Linked DNA regions of Sus scrofa: region 2 is linked to region 1. A link is a contact called in public HiChIP or PLAC-seq data. All regions are on one chromosome and are shown on one strand. The core of a region is the stretch at or near the end of the contact, and the rest is flanking DNA. Distances in the headings are between cores, read along the strand shown.

Region 1 (6,951 bases), core at 3,141-5,640:
CCACCTCAGTCAACTTTGCATCATAGCTGGAGATGTTAGACCTAAAAGAACAGTGTGAATGATAGCACAAGAACATTTTAAGTAGATATTTCAATAATTAATTCTCATGTGTGCTACAGGTCTCTACTATGCCACTGAATTTATTTGTGATCATATTTTTTTGTTTCCAGTTGGGTCCTCTTCAGCCCATCTATTTTTGTTGTTATTTTAATGTACCATTAAACTTTGGTTTTTATTTCCTCCTTTTATCTCTTTGAACACTATAAAAATTCCCAGTCTTGGAGTTCCCCAGTGGCCCAGCAGTTAAGGATGCAGCATTGTTACTGCTATGGCTTGTTGTCACTGCTGAGGCTCAGGTTTGATCCCTGGCTCAGGAACTTCCTCGTGCCATGAATGCAGGGCCTCCCCCCACCCAAAAGAAATCCCAGTCGTCTTTAAATTAACTGATTTTTCTTATGAGAACTGTATATGTATGTTTACATATTTTTTATGATGAGCCCATATTCTTTGGAATTATTTATATTGGGAATTCCATTCTTCTAAGTTGAGTAGGCAGCCTTATAAAGTGATGGTAGATTTGCCTTTGCTGAGGATTTCTGGGTTTCCCTGCTTCTGATCTGCATTTATGATGCCTTTTGGCTTGAGATTCATGAATTGGGCAGATGGTACCTTGTGTGAGATTTATGTCATAGTCCTGGTATGCCTTATACAGCAAGGCTAGTTTTGCCTCATCTAGTATTTGGCTTCAGTATTTGTTCAGTTGCTTTTGAATTCTTTATTTATTTATTTTTTGTCTTTTTGAGGGCCATACCCGTGGCACATGGAGGTTCCCAGGCTTAGGGGTCCAATCAGAGCTGTAGCCGCCAGCCTACACCACAGCCACACCAGAACTAAGCCACGTCTGCGACCAACACCACAGCTCACAGCAACACCGGATCCTGAACCCACTGAGCAAGGCCAGGAATCGAACCCGCAACCTCATGGTTCCTAGTCTGATTCGTTTCTGCTGCACCATGAGGGGAACTTTATCTTTTTTCATCTGCAGGTTTCCCTTTCTTGTCTTCAGATTTCCTGTGTAATTATTATTTCTGTGTTTTGTCTAATATTTTATGTGATGGGATGGGAAAGCAGATGGTCAGCTCAGTCTGCCACATGATTGGAAATGGTAAAACATGATGTACAGTAATATAGCAGCTGTCTTCATGGGGATACTCCAGTTCTCAAGTTAGAAAGCATCCATGAGACAACAGTGAGATGTCTTGACTAACACATCTATTAAACATATATATGTCTTTGAACTAAGCCCTGTTTTCATCATTCTATTTTGAATAGCCTGTTTAATAAGAATACTGAAAGTAAAATATGATTTTTGCCAATTTTTAGCTTAATGTATTATTTTAAGGGCCGTATCTATCTACTAAGGTGATAGGGAATTAATAGTTCACATAAATTCCTGAGAAATTTATTGCTTTATATTACTTGTCATATTCAGATTTCTGTTAGTAGGATACCACTTGCTATAGACTTGCTGTATATGAGCTCACATGCTTAGTGTTTTGGCTTTTTACCAGTAGACCCCAATTTCACATATTTCCTCTTCTTATCCTAGTTTAATGGTATATTCTGTGACTATCAGTCCTTAAATCTGATAGGTTCCAGTCTTTTCAAATCATTGACTAAACCTAAAAAAAAATATGGTGGATGCTTTGCATAGAATTCAGAGGAAGGGGAATTCTTGTCGTGGCACAGTAGGTAACAAATCCAATTAGGAACCATGAGGTTGCGGGTTCAATCCCTGCCCTTGCTCAGTGGGTTACGATCTGGCGTTGCCGTGAGCTGTGGTGTAGGTCGCAAACGCGGCTCAGATCCCGCATTGCTATGGCTCTGGCGTAGGCCAACGGCTATGGCTCCAATTGGACCCCTAGCCTGGGAACCTCCATATGCTGTGGGAGCGGCCCAAGAAATGACAAAAAAAAAAAAAAAAAAAAAGAATTCAAAGAAAGTGTAAATGATAGATACTAGAACTGTAATTATTGCCTTAAGAGGTTAACTAATTAAGAGAACCAGACTACTTTTAAGTATTTGTGTGTAGCCTGCATATCTAGTAAATGCCCGCTGTCACAGAGCATCATGAGTCTCACTGCAAGAAACCAAATGTTATGAGAGGAATATCATAAGAATGGGATTGATTGCACTTGTATTTATTGGTGTTCCTGTGGTTTCATCTTAGTATTGTTTTCTTAGAATTCCTTTGTAGTATCTGAGTGATTCTATGAAAGGCCAGACAAATAGTGTACAGCATCGTACTCTCAGTGTTGGTTTTTCAGTTTTTTGTCAAATCATCATGCTGAATTTATATTGCTTCCTAGGTTTCCCTAGAAAGAGAACGGCAACATGATCAAACACATGTTCAAAACCAGCTTGAAAAATTGGATCTTCTTGAACAGGAGTATAACAAGCTTACCACAATGCAAGCCCTTGCAGAAGTCAGTGAAAATCTCTTGTACTCATCAGTGCATAATTTAGTTCTTTTGTAAAATCACTCATTGTATAATACTGGATATTTTATAGGGCAAAGAGCAACTTTGTAGCAAAGAAACATGTAGGATTTTTTAAAAAGAGGAAATGTTCATATTTTACAATCTTAATGTACATAAGGAAGGGGTTCTTTTTGAAAATGTTGACAGATTATGTCAACATTTGACAGAAAATGTTGTTGAAAATGTTTTTGAGTACCCTTAAGGCTTCTGTTCAAGTTATTCTCTGTACTAATTTTAGTTTTAGTTGAGCCATTTGAGAAGTACTTAATACCACTGAGACTATAAATTTCCAGATTCAGCTTCCATGTAGCCTGTATTCAGTCATAAAGAGCCGTGTTCTTTGGTCATAGATTTTACCCATAATTCTGTTGAATCACACTGGAGAGCCGTGGATGCTGGCAAGCCCAGAGCCATTACTAGAGTGAACTCACAGCATATAATTACTATGCTAAAACTTTATAACACATTTCTGTGTCTTATAGTAAAATTTTACAAGTAGACACTGAAACTGTTTTCACTCATCACTTTTAATATTTTTATCCCTAGAAAAAAATGCAAGAGTTAGAAGCCAAACTCCGCGAAGAAGAACAGGAAAGGAAACGTATGCAAGCGAAGGCAGCCCAGGTAAGTTAAAATGTGAGCAGGTAGGCTCCTTACATTTCATATTACTCTTTATATATAAATAGATACGTGTGGGCTGCTTCAATTATTTATATTTTGGAATGGTCCTATATGTAAATTTGCAGACCCTGCTTAATATGGAAAATTATAACATTTTTACAGACAACAAGTAAAAGATGAGCAGTTCTTTAGGGTTTTTCAAATTGTGGGCTTCCAATCAGCATTTTTTTGTCTTTTTTTTTTTTTTTTTTTTTTTTTGTCTTTTTTGCCTTTTCCAGGGCCGCACCTGCGGCATATGGAGGTTTCCAGGCTAGGGGTTTAATCAGAGCTGTAGCTGCCAGCCTGCGCCACAGCCACAGCAATGCAGGATCCAAGCCTCGTCTGCAACCTACACCGTAGCTCACAGCAATGCCAGAACCTTAACCCACTGAGCAAGGGCAGGGATCGAACCTGCAACCTCATGGTTCCTAGTCGGATTCATTAACCACTGAGCCACAACGGGAATTCCACCAATCAGCATTTTTTAAAAAACTAATACACTTAAAAATATCAGAGACTGTATACATAGTATAATAGATAATCATGTAAAACTCGTTTTAGTTACTATCAGAAATGTTTGAAAGCTTCATTCAGAATCCTACTTATGGGAGTTCCCGTTGTGGCGCAGTGGTTAACGAATCCAACTAGGAACCATGAGGTTGCGGGTTCGGTCCCTGCCCTTGCTCAGTGGGTTAGCGATCTGGCGTTGCCGTGAGCTGTGGTGTAGGTTGCAGACTCGGCTCGGATCCCGCGTTGCTGTGGCTCTGGTGTAGGCCAGTGGCTACAGCTCCGATTCGACCCCTAGCCTGGGAACCTCCATATGCCGTGGGAGCAGCCCAAGAAATAGCAACAACAACAACAACAACAAAAAAAACAAAAAAAAAAAAAAAAAAAAGAATCCTACTTATGGAGTTCCCATTGTGGCTCAGATGGTTAAGAACCCAATGTAGTCTCTGTGAGAATGCTGATTTGCTGGCTTCCTTCAGTGGGTTAAGGATCCAGTGTTGCTACAAGCTCTGGCATAGGTCACAGATGCGGCTCAGATCTGGTGTTGCTGTGGCTGTGGTATAGGCTGGCAGCTGTAGCTCTGATTTAGTCCCTAGCCTGGGAACTTCCATATGCCATAGGTGCAGCCATAAAAAGAAGAAAAAAAATCTTACTTGTAAGTGCTTCCCTTTTTTTTGGTAGCCTTGAGACACCGGAAGTTGAGATGGTATGCTGCCCAATAGGCTGTGGCCCATGCTAATTCACAAAGGCTACCATGTAAGGAAAATGAGCTCTGCTCGTTCCTAGCCTTGAATTTGATCCCTGGCCATGGCTATCAGGTAGAAGAGTGAGGCAGTGCGAATTCAGAAACATTGAGTTTCTGTGACCAACCAGAACTGCATTTCTAGAAGATAAAGCAACATTTCCATACCCAGCAAATCTTATGCACTAAATAAAATACTTCCATTTATAATGAAGACTCTTCCTATATGAGCTTATTTATTCAAATAACTCTCATGTATTTCCCTCCCCTTTCCAAAGCTTTTAAGTTTTATAACATTTACTACGTATATCTTTTCTCATAATGTAACACAGGAAGCAGGTCCCAATTCCACAACAGTTAGGAGCCTGCAGTTCTGGCTGTGGCCAGATGCCGGCAGTGTCCTGGGCTCACTTCCTAAATGTGCTCACAGGACTGCAGACCTCTGTTACCTCATCCTTGTCATCTTGTCTGTTTCTTCCAGTGCTTCCCAGAGTTCATTGAAACCTGATAGATTTTCGTTCTCAAATATTTACCTCTTGACCAATTCGTATGTATTTTTTACCTTCCTATGCTGAGTTACAGAGTCATGTGGCTTTATTTTGGACCACCAGCAAATTTTGAAATGACTTAATTTCTTTCCCCATTCCACTTTGGGGTAGGCAGGCCACTTTGCTGTGTCTCCGTTTCTTCCTATAACATACAAACTTTCATGTTATGCTTTATATGTGTTGTGAGGGCGAGTTCTATCATCCATGAAATACAGAATTAAACAAGTTCATTATTTTATAAAGTAAAAAGAAAATTATTTTATGGTATTTTTGTTTTGTATTTAGCAGAAAAAAAGTTGTTACTCATGATGTAATATCAGTGGTTTTCAGGTTCCACTAGTGAACACTACTACAGTGGGAAAGCAGCGGCCAGGGTGATAATGTGGACCCAAATCTAGCTAACCCTCATTTGTGTAGTCTCAGGCAAGGTATTTAACCATTAGAGCTTGGGATTTACCACTGATAAAGTGGTCTTCATTTTATATCTTCATAATGTTGGAGAGCTCAAACAGAAAAGATGAGGGAAGCACTTTAAAATGTTAAAATTCAGGAGTTCCCCTTGTGGCTCAGCAGTAACAAACCCAACTAGTATCCATGAGGATGCAGGTTCGATCCCTGACCTCGCTCAGTGGGTTAAGGATCTGACATTGCCGTGTGCTGTGGTGTAGGTTGCAGACATGGCTCGGATCCCGTGTTGCTCTGGCTGTGGAATAGGCCAACAGCTGTACTCCCATTCGACCCCTAGCCTGAGAACTTTCATGTGCTGCAGGTACAGCCCTAAAATGCAAAAAAAATAAAAATGTTAAAACTCTGCTGCATAAACATATGATGAGTACTGGGAAGAACTTAGAAAATTGAAATTGTTCAAATTTTTTTGTTTTGTATACTATTGAAACTCACTGACTTCATAGGTTTTTATGGAATCATAACTATTCAGTTTACTATGTATAAAACGTTAGATGTGTGGGAATGTAGATGCTCCTGAGAGTAGAAATCCCTGTGTTGCTTTTGTCTCTGAATAGATTCTATCCCAGTCATTGGGGGAAGCATTAGTAATGATCTCAGTATTTCTCTTAACTAATCCATTGGTTCTGAGTGTTTGAGCTCCATCATAATTTCCTGACGAACTTTAAAATAATTTTAAAATAAAGATTTCTCCAACCTGAAATGTTTAAAATCATGAAGTCGGGAGAGGCAACTGACGATATGAATTTTTCCTCATCTACTCCAGACAATTGTGATACATAGGCAGATTTGAAAACTACTATGCTAGACAAATACACACACACACACACACACACACATACATATATGTACGTATGTATGTAATTATATTTTTTAAAGGAAGTTGAAACCAGCACTCCTTGTTTGAAATCCTTAGTAATTGTGGAATTTCTACCATAGTAAACTAATGTAGTTACTATGCTTCTAGAGAAAAGGGCTTAAAACACCTTCTGACATACCTTCCAGTTCTTCTGGACATAGATTTCCAGTTTCTTTTTCTTGTATTGTTAAATGTATGAGTTTTTAAAAGAGGAAATGTATTTTGCTCTCCAGCTGCTTTGTGTCTAGCACTGTTGTATATGCCATGCGTGAAGAAAACATTGATCCATTGGTTTGGAGTTAGAAATATTGCCTCTAACACATTAGATATAATTTAAGGACCAATTGCAAAAGAAGGAAAATGGAGCTAAAGGGTTCCAGGCTAAGTGAAAGGTCAAATTAGAACACAATCCCCAAGATGAAATGAGAGACTGGCATTGGTTTTAAATATTGGACAAATGTTGCTGATTTGGTTCAAGACAGTTACACAGCTGTGACGTGTTTTTCAATTAGATACCGCTACAGGTTTTTAACATGTGTTTACATGGCACATATCAAATTTGAATCATAGCTTTTATTTCTGTAGTATTAACTTTAGGCTCTCATATTTTTCCTAGTTGCAGACTGGCCT
Region 2 (6,717 bases), core at 3,892-6,391, 520 kb after region 1:
ACTGGTTGGTCCAAGGTGGCCTCACTCTCGTGTTGGCAGTTGGTGCTGATTGAAGGCAGGAGCACCTTGGTTCTCAGCCTGTCACTCATCCTATAGCTGGCTAGACCAGCTTCAATATATGTTGGTCTCAGTGTCCCAAGAAGACTTTTTAAAAAACCATTTTATTAAGATATGATTGACATAAAAGAGCTCTACGTATTTAATGTACACAACTCAATGAGTCTGGGGATAAATACATACCCAGGAAACCATCACCACTGTCAAGGCCAAAAACATATCCATCACGTCACCAAGTTTTCTCCTGCCCTGCCCTCTTTGTTTTTATTTACTTACTTACTTGTTTGCTTGTTTAATGGAAAGAACACCTAAGACTTACCCTTAACAGATTTTAAGTCTAAGAGAGCTTCTTAAAGCCCATCCTCAGAAGTAGCACAACACCATTTCTGTCACAGACTCTTGGTTAAAACAAGTCACAGGACTCTTCAAGGTTCAAGGGGAGAAAGAGCATCCATTTTTCAATTCGAGGAGTAGTAAAGTCACATTGCAAAGGGGCAAGTGGGCTTGACAGAATCATGGTGATCATTTAAAAAACAACTTACCCTAGGCTCTAAACTCCACGTTCCTTCTGCGATCAAGATTTAAAATAGAACATATATGTATGACTGAGTCGATTTGCTGTACAGCAGAAATTGACACATTGTAAACCAACTATACTCTCGTATTTTTTTTTAAAAAAAAAACTTTAAAATAAGTCCTGCATTGCCCTTAACTGTTCTTTTCATAGATTAATTGAAAAGACTACGTTTTATAACCTGGGATTGGTGTCAGAAAACTTGGGTTCTAGTTCTACCTCTACTGCTATGGGAACTCAAAATATTTTCTTTTAAATGGGCTTTAATATTTCTTCACCTATGAGAAAGGGGTTTGGTCTGTTTTCTCCCTAAGGGCTCATAAGATGTACAAATTGATAGAATAATGTCTATTTTTAGATCAATACCAACTAGCTCTCTTGGGGATGGGCAGGATGGAGAGGTGAGAGGGCTAAATGAGATGGCTATTTTGCCTACTACTCCCTTTCATTGCCTTGGGTTCAAAATTTGGGATGCCGTGAGCCAAGGAAACTCATTCCCGTGGGCAGCTGAAATCCTCTATCATCTGGGTGCTGCTCTGACCATTTCCACGTATTATATGCCAAGCCAAGCTGGCCTGGGTCCTCCCACACTCTACTGAGTACGAGAGTACAAGTCCTTGCTTTAAGGGACCTGGTTAGAAAAGGCAATTCCCATGCAACACACACCCATGCCAGGGAAGCAAAAAGCAGAGGTAAGGAGGCTCCCGAGCTGGTCTCTTCCTGAGGGAGCTCAGATCTCTCTCAGAAAGATATAGTTGCCTGGTCTATGGAAGATCAGGTTCCCAAGGAGAAAACTAATGTTTAATTTAGCACAAAGACAGCTCAGAATCTCTCTCCCGGGGACTAAGCCTGCAAACAGATCCACATGCAAAGAATATAAGTGAGAAAAGGAAGCTCTCTTTGGGGCAATGGCTACAGGACTTGGGTGCAAACTTTTCTGAACTATAGCCTCTGCCCGGGGTTTCTGTCAGGAGGACCGCTGCTCTTTCGTGTTTACGCAGGTGTCTGTACTTTGCTCTTTTTCCACACTTCTCTGAGACAACCAAAGGGGATCATACCAGCAGCACATACTTTTTGCTGTCTGAAATTACATGGTGCAGTGTGGCCATTAAATGTGCAAGCCTTAGCAGTTTAGCACGTATTGGCCCACTTAGGTGGACAACAGCAACATCAAAAAATTAGTTTCTCAGCTGCTTAGCCAGAGAATGTTTTCAGTTTTACATAATTTAGACTCCAGAGACTTCCAGAAATGAGCAGTGTACACTGAAGTATGGCGATTGTCATTCCAAAGACACAGTACAGTACACATTGTATTCAATTAAGCCTCTTCTTTGCACCCCGGTTACCATGACTCTAAGAGATTATACTGTGTATTCAACAAACCCCTGGTAAGTTATTAGCTGCTGAAGCAAACTTTTGCCTTAAGTACATTTTCTGGGAAAAAGAAAGAAAGAAAGAAAAAGACATGTAATTAAACTTTCTGTTCAAATCCTTCAGAGCTACCTGAAAAGAAGCCTGTTGCACGGTGAGAAATTCAAGGAGTTGGGCTTCACATGGATGAGAGTTATTAACGTGCTGGAAAAACTCACATTTTTGACAAAAGAGAACTTTTAAAACAATGATGTTAATGATTCCATGTTAATGAACCTGCCATGACTCAGGAAGCAAAAACACAGTTAAAAACGATATAAAGTGAAACAAGCCCAACACAAGTTTGAGCCTACCTTTCTTAATGTTTTCCTTCAAGGGGAGGAAGGAGGTGACAGTTTAAATGATGGGGAATAAAGAAACTAACAAAAAAGTTTTGACTACATTCTTTGTTTTGAGTTAGGAGCTATCTATCTGTCCTGGTCCAAACATCATCCTCCAAGAATAAGACTATTCTCCTTCTGATTCCGTCACTTCTTAGTAGAAACATGGTGCTTTTGAGGAAGAATTATTATCACAGAAACTTGCTTTCATGTTTCTTATGGAAAGTCTGACTTGAGGAGGTACTGAGCAAAAAAGAGACTCCAAGCTAAGAACCACATCAAGGCTTAAAATTTTCAACATGCTCTGGGTCAGGGTTGGGAAGAGGGCAAATTCGTGTCACCTGCAGCAAGTGAAGGGACTCCCGGGCAACTCCAGCTAGGGACCTGGCTTTCAAAAGCATACCTTTCAGTCTCCTCAGCAGGGAAAGGCTAACTCTTTGTGACTCTGGGACCAGATTCACTTAAGAGTTATTTATCAGTCTGAGTTTACAGTTCAGTTGAATTGGTAAATTTGGGCTATTCAGTTCTAATTATTCCAAATTCTCAATATAAGTATGTCTACTGAAATTTCTCCTGAAGTCTAAATTTCTCATTTCCCCAGACAGCCCACACCTTACACTCCCCAGGCGACTAAATGGAAACCCAGCCTCTATACTAGAAGTAAGGAGTCAAATAAACACTCACCCTAGAAACATTCTAGATTAAGATTCCTAGAATCCCAGGAAGGGAACAGCTATTAATTGATCTTGTTGTGAAGAAGGATACTATTTACTCTGCTGCAGAGAAATCTAAATCTATTCCAAATGGCATCTCCAAAACAAACTATTTAGGGAAACTGGAAAACATAGTATACGTCACTAACCATTTTAAATAAATATTTAAAGAGAAAAGCTAAGGCTCTTCCACAAAATATGCCTGACACCCTCCGGAGACAGAATCTTGAGCTGGAAAAACCATGACTCTGACTTGGGTATGTCACTTCTCACACTAATAATGACAGCTAGAATTTACTGAGCCTCTGCTAGGTGCCAGGAAGTTACCTCATTTACTCAACAACCCGAGGCATTCAGTTGTATCACTATCATTCCATTTTTCAGGTAAGGAAACTGAGGTTGAAGAGTTTAATTAACTTAACCAAGAAGATACAGTAGTAAGTGGTAGAGCTGTGATTTGAAACTGAGGAATCTCACATAGGCTCTTAAGTGGGACACTGCCTTGCCTCTTAGGCAAACTTTCACACCTCTCTTTCCAACTGCACCCCCACCCCTCTCAGACTGTAAATTCTAAGAAGGGAAAAGGCTATGTCAAATGGCTTGTCATGGATACATTCATTCTCATGGCATAGAATAGCTGCACAATGATTTTGTTTATTGAATTAAGGGATAATTTTCCCAAACTCTAAAAAGCACCCATGTCCACAATCTTGATATGAAATTTCAGAACCTGGAGTTTCCATCGTGGCTCAGCGGTTAACAAACCCGACTAGCATCCATGAGGTTTCAGGTTCGATCCCTGGCCTTGCTCAGTGGGTTAAGGATCTGGCGTTGCCATGAGCTGTGGTGTAGGTCGCAGATGTGGCTCAGATCCCGAGTTGCTGTGGCTGTGGTGTAGGCCTGCGGCTACAGCTCTGATTGGACCCCTATCCTGGGAACCTCCATATGCCACAGGTGCAGCCCTAAAAAGACAAAAGACAAAAAAGAAATTTCAGAACCTTTGCTAAAACCGTGAAGACTCAAGGAGAGCGCAGTGCATGTAAAATACTATTATTTGCCCATTTCATAGCCATTCCTTTGGCAATTGGTTGTGGCAGGGCCCGACGACTCTCTAGCCTTCCTTAAGCCTGATGGAGAATACGTAAACTCTCTCCAGAGAAACAGAACAGCTCTAATGCTTTCATACCTGTCCCTTAGATATATGTAGCAAAGGGTTGGAGCTGGCAGCCATAGGTGAAGAGTCCACTAGCCACAGTCAGTATCCCAGCATCCTGCCTGGAATCAGGGAGGGAAGGAGTTGTTGGCCTTTCCCCTCAGCCATTTACTCCATGGGGAGCTTTTCCTGCGCCCTGTGAACATGGACCAAGTCAGGGAAACTGGTATCTGACTGACCTTGGGGCAAGTAAAAGATCTGTAATACACCTGCAATTAAAGAGCCAAGGAGAAAGTCAATAAATCTCAAAGACCATCTGGAATCACAGCTTCTCATAAATTTCTGCTCACCATTTTTTGTTTTTCATGAAAAGACCCTTTCCGAGGTAGTAAACAAGCAAACTCATTTGTTGGGAAGATCAATTTACACATCGAGAGAATACCCTTTTACCCACGGGGCAATTCTGATTTGCACTGGAAGGCCCAGCCAGCCGAGAGGAGAGGTATGTAGTCAGTTCTGCTTCTTTTAGTTTCTCTTCTGTGTTGAGCTAGCGTGCTTTTAAAACCATCTCCTTTCGATGCCAAAGGCCATGTCATGCTGTATATAACTCACAGTGAATGGGAGAAGTGTGTAAATAGCGAGGCATTAAGCAGCTCAAGGGACTTGAGGATAGGTAATACAGAACACTTAGGCAGTGCGCAATGAGAAGAGGCTGCTGGAGGGAAATGTAATACTTGTCTTCAAGTATATGAAGGATTATTATTGCTTCATAGACGCTGACTCCTCTGAGCCTTCTCTGCTCTACCATTTCCCAGGGCTTCAGATATAGTCCTGTCAAAGCTCCAGACCCTCCAGGAAGTCGATCAACCTCACCTGGGCCCCTCATTGCTCACACCCAAGCACAGTGTCAGCCAGGCTCCGTCCCCCAAAACCCAAGGTTCACCGACACCTGGACTCAGCTACCCCAGTCCGATTTCCACATTCTCTCCCCTCCTTCAGGCCTGCAGGTGACCTACATTCTCCAGAAAGCACTGCCTGGCCTGGGTTTGACTCTTTCTTACCAACTATTAACAGCACTCAAGTTTTGAGCACCTACTAGGTGTCAGCCCCGCGGCTGACTGTTTGGTTAAAGAATATTAACTTTATTTTACAGATGAAGACACTGATGCCTCCAAAGAAAACGATTAGTTCCCCAAGCTCATACAGCTAGTAGGTGTGAAGTAGGGGTCAAACACGGGTCAAACTGGGAAGTCTACGCATGAAATTCTTCCATTTACTAAATCGCTAAACCTCAGTTTCCTTATTTGGAAAATAGCCAAATGTTGCTTACTCATCTTTTTTTCTCCTCCCTCTAAGCATTACCTAAAATAAATAATAAACTTGTCTTGACATTCTCAGGCTCAATAAATATTTATTCCTCTCTCCCTCTGATTTTCTCTATCAGTTTTGGTCCAGTCTACCTCGTTAGCACTCTTGCTGTTACTATATCAACGTGGTCTCGACTTGCCAACTAGACGATAAGAAAGGGCTATGTCTCTAGCTGTGTTTATCTCTATTTTCCCACAGAACCTGTTAAAAGTGTGGGAAAGTTATCATGAAAATGCAGAAAAAAGGATTCAGAATTATTTTCATTAAACATGATCCTGCCTACAACCATATAAAAGAGCCTGAATTAATAAAGCTCAAGGAAGCAGTAGAATCCACTCAGAATGGTTTAGCTGCCATGCATAGCAGACTTGCATAGGGGTTTTTTTGTTTGTTTGTTTTGTTTTTTTTTTTCAAATTTCCTTCTAGGCTTTTTGAAATTAAATAGCAGTGCTAAAAACAAACACACACAACAAAAACAGGTAATCAGGGCTACTCCTTCAGTCCCATTTAATTGTTACGTCTAAGAACATTTGAAAACCCATGTTTGTCTTGGTACTTAACAAAAGGTTTACCGGCACAAGGGAGCCACAGGGTATTAAAAACTTTAAGGTTTAGAAAAATTTGATAAACACCACCTAGCAATGATATTATTTCAAAGAAAGCAGACACCATCTATAAACAAGCATTTGCCCCAAACAAGCAAGACATCTTAGATGACGTAATAACATTGCTTTGCCGTCAAAACAAGCTTTCTGTCCATTTTTGATAAAGGATTGTACCAACTTCTCTCTCCACTTGAACTCTTTTGCCTTTGTGAGATCTTATAATTATATTTACTGGAAAGAAGCAGTAGAATGGTCCTGTGTAGATAAGAACTCTCCCTTTATTACTTTGTTCTGGAAAACAGAACAAAAATAGGTCAGTTCTTAAGAAAATGATGGCTGCATATATAAATAATGTAAACACTCCTATCACTATCTCAGGGAGGATATTTATCACACAGACAGCTTCAGACACTCAGATCTGACCAATGAATTGTTTCTGTTCTCAGCCACCCCCACCACACCCCCCGTTCAGCCCTCAAATTTTGAATTGTCAATT

Evidence for each region. HiChIP or PLAC-seq counts read pairs in DNA pulled down with a chosen protein or histone mark.
Region 2: a contact with region 1 is called in an H3K27ac HiChIP or PLAC-seq map of alveolar macrophages. The contact joins two enhancer-like sites. A contact is called at or near these places in 1 of 5 promoter capture datasets (fetal liver) and 1 of 2 datasets of contacts at active chromatin or transcription factors (alveolar macrophages).

The regions. Positions count from the first base shown.
Region 1 is chr9:27,838,576-27,845,526 of Sscrofa11.1, forward strand. CEP57 (centrosomal protein of 57 kDa) reads left to right here. Exons shown (of 12, transcript XM_021062690.1): 6 at 2,370-2,486; 7 at 3,087-3,164; 8 at 6,938-6,951. Among named protein-coding and RNA genes, the nearest start is that of FAM76B, 29 kb to the left of the region's middle. Within about 2 kb of position 4,391, at least 1 of the 83 cell types and tissues checked has an H3K27ac peak or open chromatin away from gene starts, as enhancers often do. A contact at or near this core is called in alveolar macrophages, where this site is marked.
Region 2 is chr9:28,359,835-28,366,551 of Sscrofa11.1, forward strand. All of the region lies in intron 1 of MAML2 (mastermind-like protein 2), which reads right to left. Among named protein-coding and RNA genes, the nearest start is that of MAML2, 9.8 kb to the right of the region's middle. Within about 2 kb of position 5,142, at least 23 of the 83 cell types and tissues checked have an H3K27ac peak or open chromatin away from gene starts, as enhancers often do. A contact at or near this core is called in alveolar macrophages, where this site is marked.